2 separate regions of the Sus scrofa genome follow, and region 1 is linked to region 2. A link is a contact called in public Hi-C data. All regions are on one chromosome and are shown on one strand. Each heading gives the region's core, a stretch centred on a gene start, on an enhancer-like site or on the middle of the called end of the contact. The rest is flanking DNA. Distances are from core to core; before and after follow the strand shown.

Region 1 (4,723 bases), core at 100-2,599, 300 kb before region 2:
TGCCTCACAGCCACGGGGAGCCAGGCAGCTGGAGTTCTACACCACCTCCCTGCCCCTCTTCTGCTCAGAAGCCTGCTTCTGAGCCAGGGAGCCCTCGGGTGCTTTGGGGTTACCATGCGTCCAGGAAGGAAGCCCCGAGGCACAGGGAGCAGGTTTCCCAGAAAGCAGCTTTCAGAGAGCAGGACAGGTGTGGGTGGGCTCTGGTGGGCCCTGCTGTTGTGTTCTCTGGCCCTCTCGCTGGCTCCTCATGCCGATGTCACACCCACATCAGGAGTGGTGATGGGCTGAGCTATGGGCTCCTCTGCAGTTGGTCTTGGGCCCATAGAGATCCTCAGCATCTTCCTGTCACTCCCTCTGGGCTCCCTCACCTTCCACCAGCACTTTTGCTGACCCAGACTGCTTGCTTGATGATGTGACCAGACTTTTGTCCCTCTTGGGTCTGAGCCCCTGGTTGCCATGCCCCCATCAGGCCAAGGTTGCTGATATCACCAGGCACGGAAAGCTGCCCAGTGAGTGCCCAGAAGTAATCCTTCCTGTCCCTACTTCCTCCTGGTTATAAAGGTCATTCTTGCCTCCTGAATGAGAAGAGTCTTTAGATTTAGTGGAACATTTTGTCCCCTGGCAGAGCATCATTTGCTGCCGCAGGTGTCAGGGTTCTACTTCAGACAAAGCATCACACGCTATAAGGTTCAAAATACCTCCTGCATCCCATAGAACAGCATAGCAACCCTGCAAAATGTTACCCCAAGCCAGAGCCACAGCTGTGCCTTTGAGGCCGTTCTAATGTTCTACCAGGGTGGCAGCTTCTGAGTGTGTGATGTTGGGGCAGAAACTGTGCCTCCTGTGTTACTGTCTCTTTTGTCAAACCCTACTCACTCTCAAGGGGGTCCCTGCTCGAGGCGATTAAAGGGGAAATTCCATGACGATAAATCAGACACTGTGAGCAACTGCAGTGATGCTTGCCAGAGCCCTTGCAGGCCAGGAAGACTAAGCCGAACCCACATCTGCATCTAGGTCTGAGCCAACTCCCTTGCCACCCAATGGCTGGCTGACTGCAGGGAGGGAAGCCACCGTCCACCGGCAGCACCTTGGCCTCGGCGTCCAGAGGACGCACGCAGCGCGCAGCTCCATCGCTGCCCCTTCGGCTACTCTATTCGCGAGGCCCGGTGTCCGCTGGGACTACGCGCTGGGGTAACGCGCAGAGCCGAGAGGAGAGGAGCAGCGGCGGGGCACAGGAGCAGCCACCGCCAGGGCTCGCCACCGCTCACTCCGGAACACCGGGCGCGCGGCTCTTCCCCCTCAACCCAAAGGCCGGAAAACCGCAGGCCCTTCCGCTTCCGCCGCTTCCCCGGGAGGCGCGTCACTTCCGGCCGGGCCGCGGGGGGCCGTCCGCTGTCAGGCAACCCGTTCCCTCTGGCTGGGTCTGGACGGGCGCCTTTCTGTGTTCGAGGCCAACGCCCCGCGGTGCCTGCCGGCTGAACCCGAACGGTGCCCACGCTCAGGGGGCCGCGAGGCCACGGTCCCCGAGTGTCAGCCCGGGGCTCCAGAGGGTCGGAGTCGCGGCCGGGTCCTTCGCTCCCGCCGGTCTCCCAACTCCCGCCCCCATCCAGCCCCCAAACCGCGGCCATCCGGCGTTCGGCGCTCGACTGCGCGGCGGATCGACGCCTTCGGCGCTCCGGCGGCGGAAGTGAGGGCGCTGAAGGCTGGGCGGCCTCGGCCCGGGGTCTCCTGCTTGAGCGCTGGGTCCGTGCCTGCCTGTCTGCAGGTAGGTGTGGGGGCCGAGGTCCTGGCTGAGGGCCCGCCGGGGGTGCAGGCGGGAGGGCTAGCCACCGCCGTCGGCCTCGCGCCGCTCTGCAGCCCTTACGGTGCGGAGGGGCGCCTGCGGGCGTCGCGGAGCCCTGCCTGGAAGCCCGGCGTGGGCCTTGGGAGTGCCGGCCCGCAGCGGGAGGTTGCACTTGGCCCTGCTTGCGTCCTTACCTGTCACTGCGCAAGGCTTGAGAATTTACGGGTGAAGAGCGAGGAAGAGGCAGGCTTTGCTTGTTTCTTAGGTTGCACCACTGGAGAGCTCTCCCGGGTGCCGTCACTGTTTTTACAGATTGATTGTGTTGTGCCCATTTCACTGGCGAGGAAGCGTTAGATCAGGGTGGTTACGGAACTAGTGTGAAGCCGGGCAGTTACTCATTGTTTAGCAGCGGCGGAGGCAGCGTAGTGAGAGCATCCGAACCTGTGCTCTCTTTCTCCTTCCAGCCTGGGCCTGCCCAGAAGGGCAAGGAACAGTTCGCGAAAGAGCTTGTCTGAATGGAAGGAAGCTTTTCTTAATCGCTAAAGCGTTTCTTAGTCGCTGAAGAAGACGTGTGTCACTTGTTTAAAAAAATGAGTAAACTTACAAGGAAAACTTAAAAAGTATTGTAAAAACCACATTTAAATTAAGTCATTCGGGTGCTCTATAGTGAAAGCTAGTTTTAGTTGAGGTCATGTGGACCCCTCTTCCAATGCACAATAATATTTTGATTATACTCTGGCCAGGCTTTGTGTAACGACACAGGAACTGGAAGCCAAAAGCTTCCCAAGGAACATTTGTGTTAAAAGTTGTTGACTCAAAAGGAGGTAATAGAAAGAGGATGATGTGGGCTTAGTACTTAAATGTTCTTTCTGTTTGGTTAAGTAGAAACTCTGTAATTTTAAACAGCGGATCCCCCAATGTAACTTGGAACAACTCTTGGAAGTTTCAGAAAGTGACTTTTTCTTCTTTTCAGGTACTTAATTTCCTGAACTGAATATTATTTTGAAAATGATACTTCTCTAAAGATGATTATTCACCTCCAAAGTTAAATTTTCATTCATTCCACAAATATTTGAGAGCTGGATATATGAATCTGATGAGAAATGAAATTAGTACTGAAACGTGGCACAGGCGGTCTTTTAAGAAAGGATTTGGGACAATTTCTAGTGTCAGGGCAGTGGCATCCTTAGGCTGGGTAGGAAATGCTCGTACAGTTAGTCTCTCCAGGACTTTTTCATCCATTCTCCAGTTTACTCATCTTACCTGGCCAGAATTCCTGGCCAGATTGAAATTTTCTGACTCAGTGAATCCTGGAACCACTTAGTACTGCCCTATCCTTGTGTTGTCACAGAGTGGAGCTTAAATGTTATACTGAATGGATGAGTTTCAGGGCCCTGTTGAGTAGAGAGGAATTTTTTTTTTTTTTTTTTTTTTTGGTCTTTTTGCTTTTTCTAGGGCGGCTCCCGTGGCATGTGGAGCTTCCCAGGCTAGGGGTCTAATCAGAGCTGTAGCCCCCATACTATGCCAGAGCCACAGCGATGCGGGGTCCGAGCCGTGTCTTCGACCTACACAACAGGTCACGGCAACACCGGATCTTTAACCCATTGAGCAAGGCCAGGGATTGAACCTGCAACCTTGGTTCCTAGTCGGATTCATTAACCACTGAGCCTGGCAGGAACTCCGAATAGAGAGGATTTTGAAATTGACCAGAATGGGAACTAAGGATGGCTCTGCTGAGCAGTGTGCGGTGCATTGATTGTTCCCAGACCCTGGGAGTGTGTTCTTGGATTCCCTGGTGAGATCACATGGTGGAGTGTTCAGTTACAGTCCCCGTGATTCAGTGCATGCTCATGTTGGTTTAAAAGAATTATTGATGCAAACACAAATTTAGAGTCGTCGTAGAGAAATTATGCATCTTGCAGCTGTGGCCACACCCACAGGCATCCTTAGAATTCAGCTGAGTCAAAGCACCATATAGTGGGCTGTTACCAGCCCTGCTTTGTAGCATGGGCTGTTCTACTTGGTAGCGTCTTCGGGCTTTAGTTTCCTTATATCTGTTGTCAGAGAATACCTAAAACTAGATTATCTCCGAGTTCTTCCTGCTTTGAAATTTTCTGACTCAGTGAATCCTGGAACCACTTAGTACTGTCCTATCCTTGCGTTGTCTTAGGGGCCGTAGATATTGTTGGCATTTACGTGTAGGTCAAGAAGACTAAACTCTTGCCCGAACGGGATTAGTCTTAGTCACTTTTGTATCTCCCAGTTGGAGCACAAGCCTGACTGAGAAGAGGGTATTTTTGCTTCTTCCACTAAAGAACAGCGAGAGCTGGGCGGCAGCCCTTAGGAATTCAGAGAAAGGAAGGGTCTTTTGGGGCTGGAGCAATTGGGAGGACTCCAGGGAAATCAGCCCTTGGTGGGTGGGGCTGGGGCTCTGGGGTCTGGGTGGTGTGTGAGCAGCAGAGGCCCTCGGCCTGGAAAGGGGTCCGTTGCGGATTATAGAGGCCGGCCTCGAAGGTCAGGCAGAGGAGGTCAGGAACTGACTTCTGAGGTTTTTTTTTTTTTTTTTTTTTTCCTCTCCTGGAAAATTGTCTCAGGCTTGCTTAGAAGCTTCATTAACATCCTTTAATACTGTTGTAGCATTTAAGACTGGGGTGGACTATACAGTTTGCTTAATTTTGGGCTTTGGTTTTAGTAATTCCTTCTACTTACTACTTACCACTTACAATAAATCTTGGTATCAGTATGGAGACAACATCGGACACTGGGACTCAGGACCAGGATTGTAGTTAGAATGAAGCTGCCCAAGGCAGCTCCTCGGCACAAGCTAGGGTGGTGCCTGGCCTGAGTCAGCTAGCCGGGCTGCTTTGGGCCGGGTCGCTTTGGGCCGGGTCGGCCTTTGCTTTCATATGTAAGCTTTAGTGAATTTTTGAAGGCTTATCC
Region 2 (4,702 bases), core at 1,235-3,734:
CTTTTAATTGTTGGCTTCCAGCAATCTACTTTGCCACGAAATAACCTTGTAACTTGTAGCGATTCTTCAGATCTCAGCCTAACCATCTTCGTTCCAGCACCATCCCTGGCTTGGACTGAACGCCACTTCCAGGCTCATGACATCTAGTTCCCTGACACTCAAGAAACTGCCTACTTTATCCTCTGAGGCCTCCACTCCTCCCCACCTTGTATTTGTCTTCTCTCTTCACAACACACACACACACACACACACACACACACACATAGCGGGTGTTGTATAATACAGCAGCCACTAGCCTCAATGGCAATCGAGTATTTAAAATGTGGCTAGTTCCAAATGAGATGTGATTTAAGCAAAAGACATAGATCAGACTTCCAAGACTTAGTAAAAAATATATACAAACCATTCTATAAGTTATCTATTGGCTAAATGTTGAGACGACAATATTCTCAATATATTTCAGTTAAATAAAATGTACTATGAACATTAGTTTCTTTTTACTTTGAATGTGGCTACGAGAAAAACTTTACATATATGGGCAACTGCTGGTCAAGACTATAGGTTTTGAGAAAGGCCTCCGTCTGTGTTTACCACTGCACTCCCCCACTGCTCCCTTGACCCGTGCAGTACCTGCCACAGTAAGTACACGATAAACGTTTGCTGATGTGGTGGCGTCTCCATCTGTCTGTACATGACTCCATGTCCACATTGGAGACAGTGGCTCTATTTACGACACAAGATGGTTATGATAATAGAATCATCAAGAAATGTACTACTTTCTTTGAAAGATAAAAATCATGATATGAATATGCCTGCTTTTGTTTAAAAGCCTGAAACTAATTTTGAACATTTAGGCAATGATATGCATTCCTAACTATATTCTCTGAGTTTTCAGTTTTCACTTAACTACGAGTTAAGTGCTGAAAGAGGTGGAGTGTAAACAGCTCCAGTGGAAAAAAACTGTAGACTACAAAGAGCCAAAGGAAAGCTAAGGTAAGGCCACAGTTAATGGCAAACAGAGCCCACAAACCCGTGGAAGCCCCTTTATTGTTTTCAGGTGAAAAGCAGAAGTTCCCGGTGCTAATGGATTCCCGTGGCTAATGGGGGCTCGATGCAATTATTTATCCGAGAGAGACAGTCTCAACAAACTTGATCCCTGCCCCCAGGACTGAACTTGATGCGGGCAGGTAAAGAGTTAAGCAGGTTCAAGGATTCCCCCTGCTGCACCTTTTCTACCTTGCTCCACTGCCAACAGAACACTCCAGCTGAAAGACCCACGCCTCTGTGGACCCCAGCGCCGGGACAAATCAGCTTTAACCCATCAAACAGGAAAGCAGAAACGCATTCAGAAGCGGGGCGAGGGGAAAAGAGGGGGAAGAGAAACAGAAGACCAGAAACTAATCTCTGATTCAGTACCATTTCAAGGGCTTGAGAGGAGGCCCTGGTTTTGCTAAGGGCTTTTTTTCAAGAGTTGAAAGTCTTCTCTTCAAGCCGGCGGCACCAGATCGCAAAACCCCCAACCTTGTGTACGACATAAACACACCCCAGGCAACTCTCAACTGCAAGAGCTGGAATCTGGTACTGGTACACTGACAGGAGACCCAGACGATCCCACAGCCTGGGAAGAAGGGTCTGGGGCTCTGCAGAGCCAAAGGAAAGAGAGCAACCGGATTTTCTAGAAGGCACAGTCTGCACAAGCGGCCAGCCGACAGGTCGCCTTGCTGAAGAAGCCACATAACCTGATATAAGTCAGCTCTGGATCTGTTCTCTCGCCCCACCCCCAGGTAATTAAAAGCACCTCAGGATTTAGGCTTCGGCCAAGTTTTCTGTGCACGAGAAAAAGTTATCTGTGCACATGGTAAAAAAACAAAAAAAAACCTGGGAAGAGGAAATTACGGAAGACACTCATCTGCTGCAGTTTGGTAATGTGGGTGGTGATGCTTCAAGAGCCGAGTTTGGGGGTGAAGGGGAGGGGACAGAAGGGAGAAACCACAGCCCTTCTGAGCTCAGCCGGCTCGACGCTGGTAAAGGGCAAGGCTGGTTCTCAGCCGCAAGCGCCGCTCGGCCGGAAGCCGAGGGGCCGGGAGGGGCCTCGGCGACACAGCCAGACGCGGCGACCCCGCCCTTGCGGGGTCCGGGCGCGGACGGGACGCGGCGGGCTGCCGGCCGGCAGAGCCCCGCGCGGGGAGGCCGGGCGGCGGAGGCCGAGGGGCCCGAAGGGGAGTCGCGTTACCTTGTTCATCCCATTGCCCATGGCGGCCGCACGGTCTAGCAGCGCGGGCGCGGCGGCGGCAGGCGCACTGAGGGCATGTCGGCGCGGGGCGGGGAGGCGCAGGCGGCGGCGGGGAGGGCGGCCGCGCCCGCCGCGGAAACAACGCCAAGGGCCGGGACCGCCGGGGACGCCCGGGCCCCGCGGCCCTTCCGCTCCGGCCCCCGCTCCCACGCTCCCGCCCGCCGCCCCCGCCTTCCCGGCCGCCGGGCAGAGGCACCCGAGCCCCGGCGGGCGGGACGCGGCCGCGCGCCCCCTCCCCCAGCCAGCCGGGCGCCCGCCCGCGACCCCCCGGGGCTGGCAGACGCGGGGCCTGGGGGCCGGGCCGGGAGGCAGGGCCGGGACCGCGGCTCCTCGGCGCACGCGCGCCCGCGCCCCCGCCCCGGCCGCGGCCGCCCGATGGGCTCGGAGGCAGGGCGGCGCCGGTGGTCACGCAGGCGCAGCCCCTACCCAGCGGGGCGTGTCGCGAGCCGCCCCCTCACCCCCGTCGGGGTCACCAAAACTCCCGGAGGCCTTTCCCCGGGGCGGCCGGGGGCCTGTTACCAGCAGTCGCCGCCCTGCCTTGACTGCCTGGGTGAATCAGGTGCTAACCCCGGAGCCTGGTCTTGCGGCTCCCCTGCCTGGGTTTTCTGAGTGCGACCGATTTAGGCAGGGTGGGGGGATTCCTGCGGCCCTGCCCCACCCACGAAGACCGAGAAGGCTCGCCGGTGGAGAAAGGTGGGCTCGGTGACTCATCTCTGGGATGACCTAACCTCCCCAACCTGGCAGAGCAGCTGTCCGGACTCAGCCCTCATACCGTGACTGTGGACGTCTAGTGTGCCCCCTTCTGATTATAAACTGGCTCTGGTAGGTGCCTGGGAGTGTTGACGGAGCTGCTTCTGGAAAGCCCCTTTCCTTGCTAAGCAGCATGGCAGTGTCTGCATTGGGGTTCTGCCTGGATGGAGTACTGTCTAACCTGTAGCAGAATTGTGTCAGTAGTCTGTCACCCTCATTGACTCCTTCTCGTGGACAGAATCCTTGAAGTAGGGCTTTCGCTGTTTCATTTTCATGTCCTCAGCGTGCCCTGTTCGTAGTGGGCGCTTGGTAATTGTTTAAGTGAACAAACGCATCATTCTGATACGGCCGGGCTCACCCCACGACCTCACGTCATCTGCTCCGCCTTCCTCTTCAGTCGCAGCCACACAGGCTTTCTGCGTGTTCCTTGAACCTGCCACCCTTGGTCGCTGGATCACTCGATCTTGCGCTTGAACCTTTGTGTGGGCGGTGCGCTGTACCTAGCCATCTCAGTCCCTGGCTCTTTACCAAGCTGACTCTTGCAGGTCTCAGCCCACATGTCACCTTGTCAAAGAGGCTTTTCCTGACCGCCCAATTGAAAGGAGGCCTTCCAGTCACTATCATATTACTCTGCATTGTTTTCTTCATAGCACTTAACATTATTGGACATTATTCTATTTATTGGCTTATTTTTTATCTGTCTCACAAGAACGCCACCTTCAGAGGGAAAGGACCCTGTCTGTCTCATTCGATGCTATAGCCACATGGCTAGGGACAGTGCCCGGCGCAAAATAGGTATTCAGCAAATATTTGTAGAATAAATTAACAAGTTCCAGAGGCTGAGAAAACAGCAGCAAGACTGTGAGGAAGGGTGACATTTTGAAAAGAGCTGGCAGAATCCATTTCGGTCATTTTCCTCCTTGTTGATGTCTTCTGGGCAACAGCAGGTACCAAAGCCCCACGTGTAGGAAGCACCCCCCCCCCCCCAGTGTTCACCCACATTGTTCCTGGTAGGTAAGAGCAGAGCCAGACCAGAAAGCACCCGTCATACCCTTTGGTTCTGGGGAGGTGTTCCTTCCCTACCGTCTTTACTTCCTCTTTTCCCTCCCCCTCCAAGTCACCTGGGCAGCCCACCTCCTCCTCCTCTGCCTCCACCATCACTGCTTTACTGCCTAGCTGCTTCTGGCCCACAGCGTGCGGTTAGTGGACTGCCTGGGGAACCCCAAGACCAACCTCTGTTCTTAAATCACAGAGTGATACTGGGGAAGATGATCAGTTTTTCTGAACCATTAACCATTTTTTTCCTCCTTAAACCTTTGGACTGTGAATTTTCAAAGGTCCTATGCTGCAGTCAGTGAACCACTGTTATTTCCCTCTTGTACTTGTGCTATTGTTGCTTTCAGTAGTCAGATGAACTTTTGAGAATGCAGCCAATTCATAAGTTAGTATTTGCCCATAAATGGAAGATCCATACCCATTTTTCTTCTGCGATCCACTTGAAGCATTTCTTTTGTCTTATTCATTTCTTATAAATGGATTTTTCTAGCTCAGATCATCTGCAAAACAGTCTCTCCTAAGCTCAGCACCAGCTGTGGCTGTGCCCTAGCAGCCAGAGTCGCCTGCATTCAGAATGTGGCCCTGCAAGATTCACAAGCCCAG

The links. A called contact is a pair of places that touch in the nucleus more often than the background predicts.
Region 1: a contact with region 2 is called in a Hi-C map of liver, with 8 times the contacts expected there. The contact joins the promoter of EXOC2 here to the promoter of DUSP22 in region 2. A contact is called at or near these places in 1 of 47 Hi-C or Micro-C datasets (liver) and 1 of 2 datasets of contacts at active chromatin or transcription factors (alveolar macrophages).

Annotation. Positions count from the first base shown.
Region 1 is chr7:338,096-342,818 of Sscrofa11.1, reverse strand. It overlaps EXOC2 (exocyst complex component 2), which reads left to right and starts at 1,349. Exons shown (of 29, transcript XM_003128146.5): 1 at 1,349-1,765.
Region 2 is chr7:41,219-45,920 of Sscrofa11.1, reverse strand. It overlaps DUSP22 (dual specificity protein phosphatase 22), which reads right to left and starts at 2,484. Exons shown (of 8, transcript XM_021100090.1): 1 at 2,234-2,484. The coding sequence starts at 2,254. It overlaps LOC106508466 (a long non-coding RNA gene), which reads left to right and starts at 1,245. Exons shown (of 4, transcript XR_002346219.1): 1 at 1,245-1,784.